Regions from separate parts of the Sus scrofa genome. Here regions 1 and 3 are each linked to region 2. The links are chromatin contacts, called in public HiChIP or PLAC-seq maps. All regions are on one chromosome and are shown on one strand. The core of a region is the stretch at or near the end of the contact, and the rest is flanking DNA. Distances in the headings are between cores, read along the strand shown.

Region 1 (4,129 bases), core at 1,617-4,116, 260 kb after region 2:
GGTTGCAAGCCCATAACCTCATGGTTCCTAGTTGGATTCAGTTTCCGTTGCGCCACGATGGGAACTCCTGCTTTATTTATATTGTATGGATATACTGCAATGAAAATGTACTTGTTTATTACTGATGTAATTAAAAATAAATCAAAGGAATGGGGAGGGGATTTCTTTAGTGGTGCAGCAGGTTAAAGATCTGGCGTTATCATTGTAGTGGGTCACTATATCCTTGACCCAGGAATTTCCATATGCCATGGGGCAGCACCCCCCCCCAAAGGGAATGGGGAACAAAATAAAACTAATAAAGATCAAAAAGCTGTTCCTTGGGATCTCCTGTTGTGGCACAGCAGAATGAATCCAACTAGTATCCATGAGGATGCCAGTTTGATCCTTGGCCTTGCTCAGTGGGTTAAGGATCTGGTGTTGCCATGAGCTGTGGCGTAGGCTGCAGACATGGTTTGGATCCCACATTGCTGTGGCTGTGGTGTCGGCCGGCAGCTGCAGCTCCAATTTGACTCCTAGCCTGGGAACTTTCATGTGCTCTGTGTATGGCCCTTAAAAAAAAAAAAAAAAGGCTAAAAAAACCCCCATTATATATTGTTATATATAAATTATATACATAGTAAAAAAAAAACCCTCTAAAAATGAATGATCACAATAGTATTTGGAGCAAATAATTTAATTTCCTCCCCCTGCTGTGTTTTTTTGTGTCAGATGCAGTCACCACAGGTGGGAACAGGAGGGACAGGCACTGGGCTCTTACCTTCCTCTCCGCTGTTCCCCCGGTCCCCGTCCTGGCCATCCTGGCCATCTCTGCCTGGAAAGCCCATTCTTCCCACCATTCCCGAGGGCCCTGGGGCTCCTGGGGGGCCAGGTGGGCCCTGAGGGCCAGGCAGGCTGCAGATGAGTTGAGGGGATCCCTTCTGGAAGTCCCTGCGAGCGAAGGCACCAAGGAGCGGGTCAGCTGCACAAGGAAGGGTGCAGGCCAAGAGCACCCAGGGGATCATGGTGGTCACCTGTAGGAGGCAAGAGACCTGTGAGCAGGCAAGTTTGGCCACTGAGCTAACTGGCAGTCGGTCAGAAAGGCATCCAGTAGTTCCCACTGCGGCTTGGCTGGTTGGTTACAAACCTGACTAGTATCCATGAGGAAAGAGATTCTATCCCTGGCCTCACTCAATGGGTTAAGGATCCAGCATTGCCATGAGCTTTGGTGTAGGTCTCAGACATGGCTTGGATCTAGTGTTACTGTGGCTGTATCTGGCAGCTACAGCTCTGATTGGACCCCTAACCTGGGAACTTCCATATGCCACAGGTGTGGCCCTAAAAAGGAAAAAAAAAAAAAAAAGAAAGACATCCAGAGGAGGAGTGGGCATCCAGATTCGACCCCTGGCCCAGCACAGTGGGTGAGGGATCCAGTGTTGCCATAACTAGAGTTTACGTCATGACTGTGGCTCCCATTTGATCTCTGGCCCAGGAGCTTCATATTCGGCGGGGTAGCCAGAAATGACCGAAAAAAAGGGGGACTTGACCAGCGCAGCTTAGTTCTGGATATCTAGCCCTTTAGAGAGGACTCAAAGAAAGCCTCAGTGGGTGAGCTACAGAGGGTGTTAAAATGGAAATTTTCAGCGGGGCACGAGGTCACACGAGAGGTTGCACGCTAAACCACTAAGTTGAGGGGTCAGGCCAAAAAACGAAGAAGTGACAAAACAACCATTTGAGAGCCCATTCTATGACTCTGGGCACCCTTGGATTTTAAAATGTGACCAGCGTCCCTGGGAGGGGAAAGGGCATGGACATGCATCGTGAAAAAGGGGAAGAGGAAGAGAGAGCGCTCTGCTGTCCAGGAAGGGGGCTGACGGCCTTCCTGTCCTCCCTGGTCGATGGAAGGTACTGGACATTCTGCAGCCCCAGCCAGCCTGGGCCAGAAAGATCAGAACAGAAAGAGGGCAGCCCAGCAGCGATAACCATGCAGGGTGGATACCAGAAAACCAGACAACCAGAAGCTGAGGGTGAGGCCTGGACTTGCCTGTGAAAGGAAAGTGTGCAAAAGGCCAGGGATAGAGCAGCTTCACGACTGTTCCGGTTGGAGGACTCAACCTGGGAAAGCCTGAGGAGCCCACAGAAGGCACCCCACAGAAGAGACGTCATCAGTGTCCACCCTGTCCCAGCAGTGAAACAAGTAAGGACCCTCCTGTCATCTGTCCCTTTACCTCTCCGTCCTTCAACCTGGAGAGAGGTGGCCTGGGAGAGGGAGCAGATGGTCCTGCCAGCCTCACACCTGTGCAGGGGAGAGGAGAAGTCTCACCTTTGACTAAAGATGGATTCCTTGGGAGTGAATTACCAGGGGGCAGGGGTGGGGTAGAGCTCCCTCACTGCTAAATTATAAAGGGGCAGAGGGAGACAAAAATAAAGTTGCAGTTTGCTGTCCCCTAGTGCAATGTGTGCTCAGGCAAGCCTGGCAAATGTGGGGGAAGTTTACATGCAGGATGTAACTTTTGGAACACGGTGTCCTAGACACACTGTAGGCCCCAGGAATCTTCATCTCCTTACCTGGTCTGCTTGATGAGAGCCTTGCAAAACTGGTCTTAGTGTTACTTGTGAGCTGGGACACAAGTAGGGCCCCAGGAGAGAAACTGAATTCTCAAAGCAGGTTTGAAATAGTTAGGAAAGTGCCAACCTGAAAATATTTTCCGAGAGGGAGGGAGGGAAGGAGGGAAGGAAGAAGTAGGGCAAGTCTCCCAGGCAGATGAGAGTCTGCAAGTCAGGCAGGGGAGAGAGACAGCTGGAGGAGAGAAAGCCAGGAGGGAGGGGAAGAGCTCCTCTTTTTTCTCACCTCCACTCCCACACTCCAGGGAGGAGGGTCTTCTCTCCAGCCCACGTCCTTCCCCTCCAGCCTCTTTGGACCACAGGGGATCCCGCTCAGTGGTGCCGGCCCACTCAGGGGCTCAGGGGCTGGGTGGAGGCCTAGGGCTCTGGAACAAGCCGAGAGGAAGGGATTTCTCAGGGCTGGAGCCTGGAGGTTCCTGCAGCCTGAGCCAGGAACTGTTTTGGAAATAAAGGCGGGGCGATTAGATTCTTGTTCCAAACCCAGAGGGATGGAGAGGGCAATCTCCTTGCCTCCAGGACACCTCAAAACAAACAAACAAACAAAAAACAACAGGAGTTCTCATTGTAGCCCAGAGGAAATGAATCCGACTAGTATCCACAAGGATGCCACAAGGATGCGAGTTTGACCCTTGACCTTGCTTAATGGGTTAAGGATCCTGCATTGCTGTGAGCTGTGGTGTAGGTCACAGATCCCATGTCGCTGTGGTTGTGGTGTGGGCCATCAGCTGTAGCTCTTATTCGACCCCTAGCCTGGGAATTTCCACATGCCATGGGGTATGGTGCCCTAAACCAAATAAACAACCTCCCCAAACCCCAAAAACCCCCAAAACACCAGGCTCCAAATAACCCCACTCCCAGCCTCCCCTGCTCTGGGCCCCTCAGCCTATTCTCCACACCACGGAGGTAAAAAAACCTGGAGTCAAGAAGTGCTAGGAGAGGGTCCAAGGCCCCAAGGCATCCAGACAGGTTCATTCTTGCAAGATTTTAAAAATAAATTTAGAATGACAAACTTGAGGAGAGCCCCAGGGGGCCATCCAATCCAACCCCTTTGGATATAGACAGGGAAACTGAGGCAGAGGCAAACTGTCTTAAGTGGACATCTATAAAGTTCCAGGAAACATGCAAAGCTCTTTACTGGAATTATTTTATTTGAAGTTTACAATAAACCCTATGAAGACAGTAACCTTCTTGTGTTCAGAAGAAATAGAGGCTCTGAGAAGTGAAATGATTTTCTCAAAGTCATACAATTCGAATACTGGGAGAACATTTGAACCTGCATCTGAAGGGCTCTGAAGACTATTCATAATATATAATGTAATACATCTAGCTCCCTTCCCTGGTATCTACCCCCTGCACCGCCCCTGCCACCGCGTGCACTGCTTTATAGAAGAGGAAACTGAAGCTTGGAGAGGCTAATTTGCTCATATTTACACAACTAGTTCATGCAGAAGTTATATTTGAACTTAGGTTTGGCTGACCCTAATGCCCAAATGCTTTCCATTATGTCAGCGTTTCTCAGATTTTCTTC
Region 2 (4,604 bases), core at 1,067-3,566:
CTATGAAACACCAGCAGACTTCCTCTAGCACAGGCTGCCTACAGGCTTAAGACACAAATTTATATGGGGGGGGGGAAAAAAACAGCTATGTAAAACTCAACTGCAGATCACACTGTCCACAAATGTGCAAGAGCAGAAAAGGAAAGGCATGGAGGGTGGCTCCCCGGTGGTAGACACACAGCACATCAAAAGGCATCAAGAGCACCATTTGGCTACTAGAAGCAACTTACGTACACGGGTTCAACTGACCACAGCGTCCCTTGTTAAGCCAGCAAACCACATTATCAGCAGAGGCACTCTGCACCTTAGCTCCAACAGAAAGCAGGCCACCAAGCAGAACGTTTATAAAGGGCAAGACCTGTAAAAATTACTGTCAAGTAGCAAGACTAGAATACCCAACATTACTGACCTTGCTTTGATACCAAACGGTGGTAGAAATCCCATTGAAACCTCTACAATCCCTGGTTATGCCTTTCAAACCTGGGAGCCTAAGTATCAATGAGAGTTTAAATTCCAAAACATGTGAGCAGTGGAAAGAACGACGATTATTTTTGGTCCAATGTATTTTTAAACTAAAGATATGGTACCTTCCGTGTAATAATAACAGACAAAACATAGAAAAAGAAAAAAAAACCACCCCATCCTTCCCAGTATTTAACTTCCAAACATTTCAAAGTAGCTGTATTTCTTAGAACTCAAGATCTTCACTTCCAGTGCTGCCATGCTTCACTTACTGGATCAAAGCCTATAAAATAAACTTCACAGGGGGGTCTATCACATTTCTTCTCAAGCAATGAAAACTGGCTTCTAGCCATAAATATTGCACACATCAAAACAGAAGGTGATGTAGTCCTTGCTACTAAAGAAACAGAATGACTAACATCATTTTAAAATTAAACACTGAGCTAAGGAAAGTTTTTATGTCTAAAACTAAGATACTGATATGATCATAATAAATTCAGACTCAGGGAACTTTGGAAGTAAGTATCCCCATTTTATAAACTGAAAGAAAAAGGTAAACAGCCAATCCCCTGTACAATTTCATTTCCTTCTATTTACAACTCAACCTTAGTGAAGCCTATTCAAGTTGGCAGGAAAGCCAAGGACCAAAGCAGATCTTATTATTCCCATAGGAGGTGCAGAAAACTGAAAATGCTATTCCCTCAGATCACCTGGTAGCTATCACTCCTACATAGGTAAGAGTCCAAAATATCCCAGCCTCAATCTTGAATCCAACATGTGCCATTCTGACCCAGTTTGCAAATCACAGCTCACATACAATGATACAATTCAATTAATATCTCTTTACTAGCTTCAAACACTAGTGAGTTAAATAGCCTTAATTCAAGAAAGAAAAAAAAAAAACTAACTTCAAAAGCAGCACAGCAAAATTTCCTCAACTTTTCCTGCTAGCCCCCAAATAAGCCTTTTAGGCATTATCCTAGGTGGTTTTAATAAATGTACTTAAATAGATTACAGATACATTTAAGCATTCCTCCTGAGTTTTGACTTGCCTTTTGTAAATGACAACGGTTTTGAGGTTTAATTCACTTATATACAGCTACACATATCCTTATATATTAAGTAATGACTAAGAAGTAATGAGTATAAAAGTGACAGAGACTGAGACAATGAAAAGATAAATCCGATACTTGACTTCCAGTGGACACTCAGTCATCCTTGACAAAATTCTGCAGTTGTGACACCCAACTTCTACCCTAGGAGTAACTCCTCTCAATTCAAGGAAGCTCGTGGGAGGCTAGCTCTCCTTTTATTCTTCTTTTTTTTAAACACAGCAGCTAATACTGGTTAAAAGTTATTTTCACTCATTCAAACTATCACTTACATGAATACACCCAGCTAACCAAGGTCAGTAAAGACAAGGAGAAAGAACTAATGCATCCCCTTTAAATCTAGCCTAACCTACTTTGGGAATGATAAGGATGACATGATGCCCTCTTCACTCTGTGGCAGGGCTTAACACAGACAGACCTGCCCGTTTCACTGTTAACTTCAATGCTCCCAGTCTGAATCCACAGTGGTCTGTCAGACACTGTAAGGGAGCAGCAGGATTCGTCACTGTCTGATGTAATAGCTGCCATTTGTTGAGACCTATGGTAGAAAAAACCAAGTTAACAAAAATAGAGCAGTCATTTGAGTTCTTTTTAATCCATCTTACCAAAAAAAAATTTAAAAATAAGACCAAACTTCAATTGAATTTTTCATAATTAATTTATCCTAGGTAACTCACTGGCTTCAAAGAACGTGAAGCTCTGGTAACAGGAAAGACTTGGTGTGTGCACACCAGTGCTGGCCAGGAGAGGGCACTCTCCAGCCCAAGTCAACTGAGCAGCCAAACGCCTAAAGGCTCATGAAGATGTTAGCCCTACAATAATGCTCACATTTAATGCTCCTGACAAAAAATTTTTACTAGCCTAACACTAGGCTAGTGTTGGAGTAGTCATGATCTCCTCAGTATTCAACAAGGGCCAAAGTTGTCAGCCTATCTGTAGCATATCATGAATGAGCTCAGAGTTTCCCTCTTGAAGACTGACCAAAAACTGCCCGAGTCCCATTCTCCTTTAATGCCAGGGGGGAGCATCAGGCCTGAGCTTACTGTGAGCTAACCACCTGCTTGAAATGGGTTTGACAAGGTTAGCTTTCTCATTTAAGCATAATTCAGGTAAAAGATTGTTGTTTTAAGCCTTACTTTTTAAACTATTTACTTGTTTCCTACTTCCCTACTTTAAATACAGTATAAATAAGAAACAACTCATCTATCTCATCAGTGTAATCAACTCTGGGATCACAGATTTAAACATGCAGTCCCTACAACATGTTTTTAAATGCTAAACCAGAAGTGTAGCATATAATCAAAACCTTAAGGCTCTTCTGGCACTGAAAAAGAGAAACTTTATACACCTGATCTAGAAATACATACACATGTTTACTTAATTTTAATAATTTTTTTGTCTTTTTAGGGCCACACCCATGGCATATGGAGGTTCCCAGGCTAGGGGTCTAATTGGAGCTACAGCTGGCGGCCTACACCACAGACACAGCAGCACCAGATCTGAGCCACGTCTGCGACCTACACCACAGCTCATGACAATGCCAGATCCTTAACCCACTGAGCAAGGCCAGGGATCAAACCTACAACCTCATGGTTCCTAGTCGGATGTGTTTCTGCTGTGCCACGACAGGAACTCCAAGAGTAATTTTCTTAAATGAGGTTTAATAAGTTTAAATAAAGGCTATTTATCCTTTTTTTTTAATGAGAAAACAAATATACTACTAGCTACAATGGAATAGCAGTCACACAAGAAAAAAAGATGAATGCACAAGGAATTTATCTTTTGAACCTCTCTATATTTAAAACTTGGGTTTCAATAATCATTCTAAAAAAATCTTTTTTTTTTTTTTGTCTTTTTGCCATTTCTTGGGCCGCTCCCGTGGCATATGGAGGTTCCCAGGCTAGGGGTCGAATCAGAGCTGTAGCTGCCAGCCTACGCCAGAGCCACAGCAACGCGGGATCCGAGCCGCATCTGCGACCTACACCGCAGCTCACGGCAACGCCGGATCGTTAACCCACTGAGCAAGGGCAGGGATCGAACCTGCAACCTCATGGTTCCTAGTCAGATTCGTTAACCACTGCGCCACGACGGGAACTCCAAAATCTTCTTTTCATTTCTAGCCAAGAGGAAAATCAAGAAACTGCATCAAAGAATGGTGTTATCCATGTGCATTTCCCCTCTCCAGTGCCGTGTAAAAAACAAACATGCAAGACCCCAGACCACAGAGTCTGGCCCGCTAGTCTTTTGTGTTCATGTTCAAGATGAGTTTCCTCTTAATGCTTTTAGGATCTCTAGGTCTGTCCTAAGAAACTGGCTGCAGTCATAGGATCCATTAGCAAGGGCCAGGGCACGCTGGCAATGAAGCGTAAAAGTAAGGAGACCGCATTGAAAAAGAAAAAAAATAAGAAGACGGCCCTGATAAAAGGCTACAATTTCACTGGAAATTACTTATTTTGTCCTTGAAGAGAAAGCTTACATGCAACAATGGCAGCTATTCCTGGGACGCAGCAAAGATATAAAGGGGCAAATCAGAACGAGGAAAATAAACATTCAATCTCCCCATCTCCCTTTCAGATTGTGAGAAAGGAGCAGAGGAGGTCACACTCTTAAAGCAAAGCCCAGAACTAAAAACTGAAGAATTAAGATTATATACATGTAGCTACTGTCTTCCTGGACAGTTGATATAAATTTTCTCTTATACAATGTAGAAAAATGCAATATGAACAACAAGGAAAGGCATAAATAAGTGCCTCATTTTGTAACAGACATTCTGGTTTCCTAGTCTTTTGTTTTTTGTTTTCAGGGCTGAACCCACGGCATATGCAAGTCCCAGGCTAGGGGTCAAATCAGAGCTGCAGCTGCCGGCCTACACGACAGCCACAGCAACACAGGATCAAAGCTGCATCTGTGACCTACACCACATCCAGCTCAGGGAAATGCTGGGTCCTCAACCGACTAAGCGAGGGCAAGGATCAAACCCACATCCTCATGGATACTAGTTGGATTCATTTCCGCTGCACCACAATGGAA
Region 3 (4,783 bases), core at 250-2,749, 310 kb after region 2:
GTTTAACATTGGAAGATGTCTGCCAGTCAAGACAATTTGAAGTTCGGAGTTGATCTCAAGCTTTCTTTGGGCAAGAGATGAGACTATAGGCCAACTGAACCTCTCCTAATTAATAATGATAAAATTATGACATGAACATAAAAATGCTTATACTTCTGTATTCTGTTACATGTATTTGGGGGGCAGAAGGAGTAAAGGAAAAAGCTTTACTTTAGTCTCATTAGAAATCATAGGATGAGTTAAGAGTACATTCTTATACACTCTGACTATGCTACTCAAGTATATTTTGACTGAAGAGTTATCTGCTTGGAACAAAAGAATTTTTAGAAACAGTCATTTCTAGTATTCTTCTCCATCCCCCTTGAAAAAGGAGAATAGGTAGAAAGAATTTTCAAGATCCTCAGAGATGAACTTACCGCCCAAGAGGCTTGCTTGTGTTTTAGAACCTTACAATTTTCACTTGCTCCTTTGTGGTATTTAGCAATCACAATATCCTAAAATAGGTAAACATTAAAAAAGCATCATCTTATTAAGTAATTATTGTTAATTGAAACAGTGTAATAATGGTATGGGTTGTGTTAAAAATAAGGTCTTTTTTTATTAGAGGTACAGTCTTAATTATTTACAAGTGAAATAAGATGTCTGGGATTTCCTTTGAAATACTGAACTGAACACACACACACACACACACACACACACATAATGGGGTGGAAATAGACTAGGATTGGCCTTGAACTGGTAACTGCTGAAGGTGGATAATGGGTACACATTCTCACTAGTTTCTATGTACACTGGAAAATTTCCATAATAAACAGTAAAATGAAAAGGATTATCTTATTGAGATAGACATAATTTGATTTTAGAATGATTCATTGGAGAGTTCGTTGAGAGCTTTCTGAAGATGCAGAATGAAAGACCAGATTTAACAAGAGTATTTTGCAAGTTTATGAAAGGTACACATGAAAAAGTACAACTGAGAGAAAAACCAGTTACAAGTGAACATTCACAGAACCGAAATAATGTGGGGAAGGCTAAAACATCAATATCAGCAGTGACAATACCAAAGTACAGTTGTAAACCTAAAACTCCAAACCAAATACAGTCCAACTTATTATACCTGGCCACCGCCTATGCCGGTCCATAGTTGGTGCGGGTGTCAGGGAGGCAGAGGATTGACTCATTACCTCTTACAGTTAAAAGCAACAGCCGGGAGAGAAGCGACAGGAATGCAGTCGCTGAGCATACTCTGCAGAAGCAAACGAACGCCTGGGATCCTGGCTTTGTCACTTAGAGGCTGGGTACCTGTCCAGGCTTCAATCCCTCAACTGGGGATGACAATAGTACCTACCTTATAGGATTGTTGGGAGGTTTAATTGTGAGCATGCATGTAAAGAACACCACCTTGTAACTAGTAGGACCTGTTGTGTATTATTAAGGACGGAGCGTTTAGGAGGCGGCCCGGGCGAGTTAAGTATGCTGGCGGCGCGGGAAGAAGACTGCTTGGTCTCTGCCCGCCGTCTCGGAGCCAGAGGCGCAGGCCCAAGGGATGCTCGGGCTTTTAGGCGCCTGTCTCAGGCTCCAATTCGCTCTCGACTCAGGCTGGGGCCCAGCCTCGGGGCGTTGAAACCAGCGGTGGCGCCTTGGGTCCGACCCCGGAGCAGGAACTTGCGGAGCGCGGTGAGGCAGGAGCGCCCGCAGTCTCCTCAGCTCCAGCCGCGCTGGGTTCCATCCGGGTTCTCCGGGTGGCTTCCCGCCCGCACACTGGGCGAGGTGCATCCCGGCACGCAGGCGCGATGGCAAAAGGCTGAAGGCACCGCTGACTTGACTAAGGAGCATGCGCGCTGGCCCGCTTTTCAGACTAGTGGCGCTGGAAATTTTTTGCTTATTGTGTCGGCCAAAAAGGATGAATTGTAGAGTCTCAGAGATGGAAGACACTGGACGTCCATATAGTTCTACCTTTTAACATTCAGAGCACTAGAAATGAAACTTTATATTGTGTCAGGGTTTGGGCTTGGAGATTATAAACTCCAGTAATTAACCATTTCCTATGTGTAATAAATGAGGTAAAAGAGAAGGAAGCTCATTCCACTCCCAAATTAAACATTCAGGCAAATGGGACAAGTTGTAAATGCCATTAAGATGCTAATGGTAGAGGATGAGTCCTCTTGCCCACACGTGTTGCCCTCTTCCCACAAATTAGAGCGTGTGGATGAATTTGCTAAGAATCATAGGAGAAAAGATTGTTTAAAAATTTTAAAGCCCGCACCTGCAGCATATGTTAGTTCCTGGGACAGGTATTGAATCCAAGCCACAGCTGTGACTCCAGCTAGCTGCAGCTGTGGCAACACCAGATCCAATAACACTGTGCAGGGCTGGGGATCAAACCCTCCTGAGCTGCTGCAGTAGGGTTCTTAATCCATTGTGCCATGGCGGGGACGCCAAAAGATTTATTTAAAATTCTTAGATTACAGGCTCTTAAAGATATAAATGCATGATAGACTTCAGAGAAAAACCCCAAGCTGTAAACTAGAAAATGGCAAAACAAACCAACCTACTCTTTCCTATTTTGAGGGTATTTAATGAAATCACATTCTATTTATTTTTTATATAAGCTTGTGAGAAGCATCCTGCAAAAGTGGGGGAAGGGAAAGTGTCAAAGAATGTAGGAGAGATGCATCATTTTCTTTCTTTTTTTTTTTTTTGTCTTTTTGCCTTTTCTAGGGCCGCTCCCCTCAGCATATGGAGGTTCCCAGGCTAGGGGTCTAATCCTAGCCATAGCCTTCGGCCTACACCAGAGCCACAGCAATGCAGGATCCGAGCCACGTCTGCGACCTACACCACAGCTCACGGCAACACCAGATCCTTAACCCACTGATCAAGGCCAGGGATTGAACCTGAAACCTCATGGTTCCTAGTCGGATTCGTTAACCACTGAGCCATGATGGGAACTTCTGGTGCATCATTTTCAAGTATTGAGGGTGAACCTGATAAAAAGATTGAGAGGCTATCTAAGGTTTCTGTCAGTGAGAGAAATTGCAAAAGAGCAGCCTTCCTGGTCCAGAAACCTGGGCTTTAAATGCAAGAGAAAGGAGTGGGCTTTAGAGTCAGAGACTTGGCTTTATGTACTGGCACCAACACTTTTAACTGATAGGACTTGAGCAAGTTACCTGGAGTTATTAAGTCCTTAGCTAACTATAAAATATGGCTGTTATCCATTACTCACCCCATGAAATTCTTTTGAAGAGATAACACATGAAAATTACAGGAGTTACTGTTGTGGCTCAGTGGGTTAAGAACCTGACTAGTATCCATGAGGATTCAGGTTTGATCTCTGGCCTTGCTGAGTGGGTTAAGGAGCCGGCATTGGTGCAAGCTGCAGCATAGGCCACATATCTCGCTCAGATGTGGCATCGCCATGGTTGTGGCATAGGTTGGCAGCAGCAGCTCCGATTTGACCCCTAGTCTGTGAACTTCCCTATGTTGCAGGTGCGGCCCTGTGAAGAAAAAAAAGAAAAAGAAAAAAAGTTCCAGCCCAAAGTTCCAGCATTCAAAAGGTAATTATTGAGATAATAAAATCACACCTCTTATCTTCAGTAATGTTCAAGATGTTACCTTTTTTCCAGAATGAAACAGAACTACGACATGATTTCAAATGTTATAGAATTCTTCCTAAAATCAGAGTAAATTAGGTTTCACAGAAGATGGAACAGAAGCCCAGAAATGTTGGAATTCCCATTGTGACACAGTGGAAACAAATCCAACTAGTATCCATGAGGATGCAGGTTTGATCCCTGACCTCAATCTGTGGGGCTGGGGATCCCGCATTGCTGTGAGCTGTGGTCTAAGTCGAAGATGCAGCTCGGATCCCGAGTTGCTATGGCTGTTGCGTAGGCCTGCAGCTACAGCTCTGATTCTACTCCTAGCCTGGGAATTTCCATGTGCCATAGGTTTGGCCCTAAAAAAAAAAGTCCAGAAATGTTAGGTGACACATTTTTCTTGAGTTGAAAGTGTCCTGAAGTTTCCTAAATCAAATGCACAAAAGCTAACCCAGGCTCCCACCAGCCCTATAAATCACTTTCTGCCAAGTATTTGAAAATATGCTACAAGCCACTTGCAGTTTTCTGAAGTATACATCTTTATTAACAAAGGGTAAATGAAATATAAAATAGACACCAATATGGCTTTATGTTGACTATCCTATTGTTAAAGTAGGAATATGAAAACAAATTTTCCTTTTTTTCTTAGGGCCACACCTGCATTAAATGGAAGTTCCCAGGCTAGGGCTCAAATCAGAGTTGCAGCTGCTGGCCTGCACCACACCCACAGCAATGCCAGATCTGAGCTGCAGCTTGCGGCAGTGTCAGATCCTTAACTTACTGAGCAAAGCCAGGGATTGAACCTGAATCCTCACAGATACTAGTTGGGTTCTTAATCTGCTGAGCCACAATGGTAACTCCGAAAACAAATTTTTGAGATTCTTAAGGTAGATTAAGAATTAGACCTATTTGCATTGCTGTTTTAATTTCATACTGCATTAGACTAGACAGCATGTATATTCATTGTATTTGACAAACTGATTCAGTTACACTCCCACCAGCACTTTTTCTTGTTTTTTTCAGGGCCGCATCTGCAGCATATGGGGGTTCCTAGGCTAGGGGTCAAATAGGAGCTACAGTTGCTGGCCTACACTACAGTCACAGCCACATCAGATCCGAGTCTCGCCTTTGACCTACACTGCAGCTCACAGAAACGCCGGATCCTTAACCCACTGAGCGAGGCCAGG

What was found. HiChIP or PLAC-seq counts read pairs in DNA pulled down with a chosen protein or histone mark.
Region 1: an H3K27ac HiChIP or PLAC-seq map of alveolar macrophages shows a contact between it and region 2. The contact joins the promoter of C1QTNF2 here to the enhancer-like site in region 2. A contact is called at or near these places in 8 of 47 Hi-C or Micro-C datasets (embryonic fibroblasts, fetal skeletal muscle, heart right ventricle and 4 more) and 2 of 2 datasets of contacts at active chromatin or transcription factors (alveolar macrophages and skeletal muscle).
Region 3: a contact with region 2 is called in an H3K27ac HiChIP or PLAC-seq map of alveolar macrophages. The contact joins two enhancer-like sites. A contact is called at or near these places in 1 of 5 promoter capture datasets (liver), 6 of 47 Hi-C or Micro-C datasets (brain, embryonic fibroblasts, mesenteric adipose tissue and 2 more) and 1 of 2 datasets of contacts at active chromatin or transcription factors (alveolar macrophages).

What each region holds. Positions count from the first base shown.
Region 1 is chr16:63,179,319-63,183,447 of Sscrofa11.1, reverse strand. C1QTNF2 (C1q and TNF related 2) reads right to left here and starts at 2,866. Exons shown (of 3, transcript NM_001142829.1): 1 at 2,828-2,866; 2 at 758-1,010. The coding sequence starts at 1,001. LOC102168193 (a long non-coding RNA gene) reads left to right here and starts at 1,320. Exons shown (of 4, transcript XR_001301904.2): 1 at 1,320-2,173.
Region 2 is chr16:63,442,578-63,447,181 of Sscrofa11.1, reverse strand. It overlaps PWWP2A (PWWP domain-containing protein 2A), which reads right to left. Exons shown (of 4, transcript XR_002339711.1): 4 at 1-2,112. Among named protein-coding and RNA genes, the nearest start is that of PWWP2A, 35 kb to the right of the region's middle. Within about 2 kb of position 2,316, at least 7 of the 83 cell types and tissues checked have an H3K27ac peak or open chromatin away from gene starts, as enhancers often do. A contact at or near this core is called in alveolar macrophages, where this site is marked.
Region 3 is chr16:63,135,402-63,140,184 of Sscrofa11.1, reverse strand. It overlaps SLU7 (pre-mRNA-splicing factor SLU7), which reads right to left. Exons shown (of 16, transcript XM_003134093.4): 16 at 1-4,783. LOC102168193 (a long non-coding RNA gene) reads left to right here. Exons shown (of 4, transcript XR_001301904.2): 3 at 3,487-3,554. Among named protein-coding and RNA genes, the nearest start is that of SLU7, 19 kb to the right of the region's middle. Within about 2 kb of position 1,499, at least 71 of the 83 cell types and tissues checked have an H3K27ac peak or open chromatin away from gene starts, as enhancers often do. A contact at or near this core is called in alveolar macrophages, where this site is marked.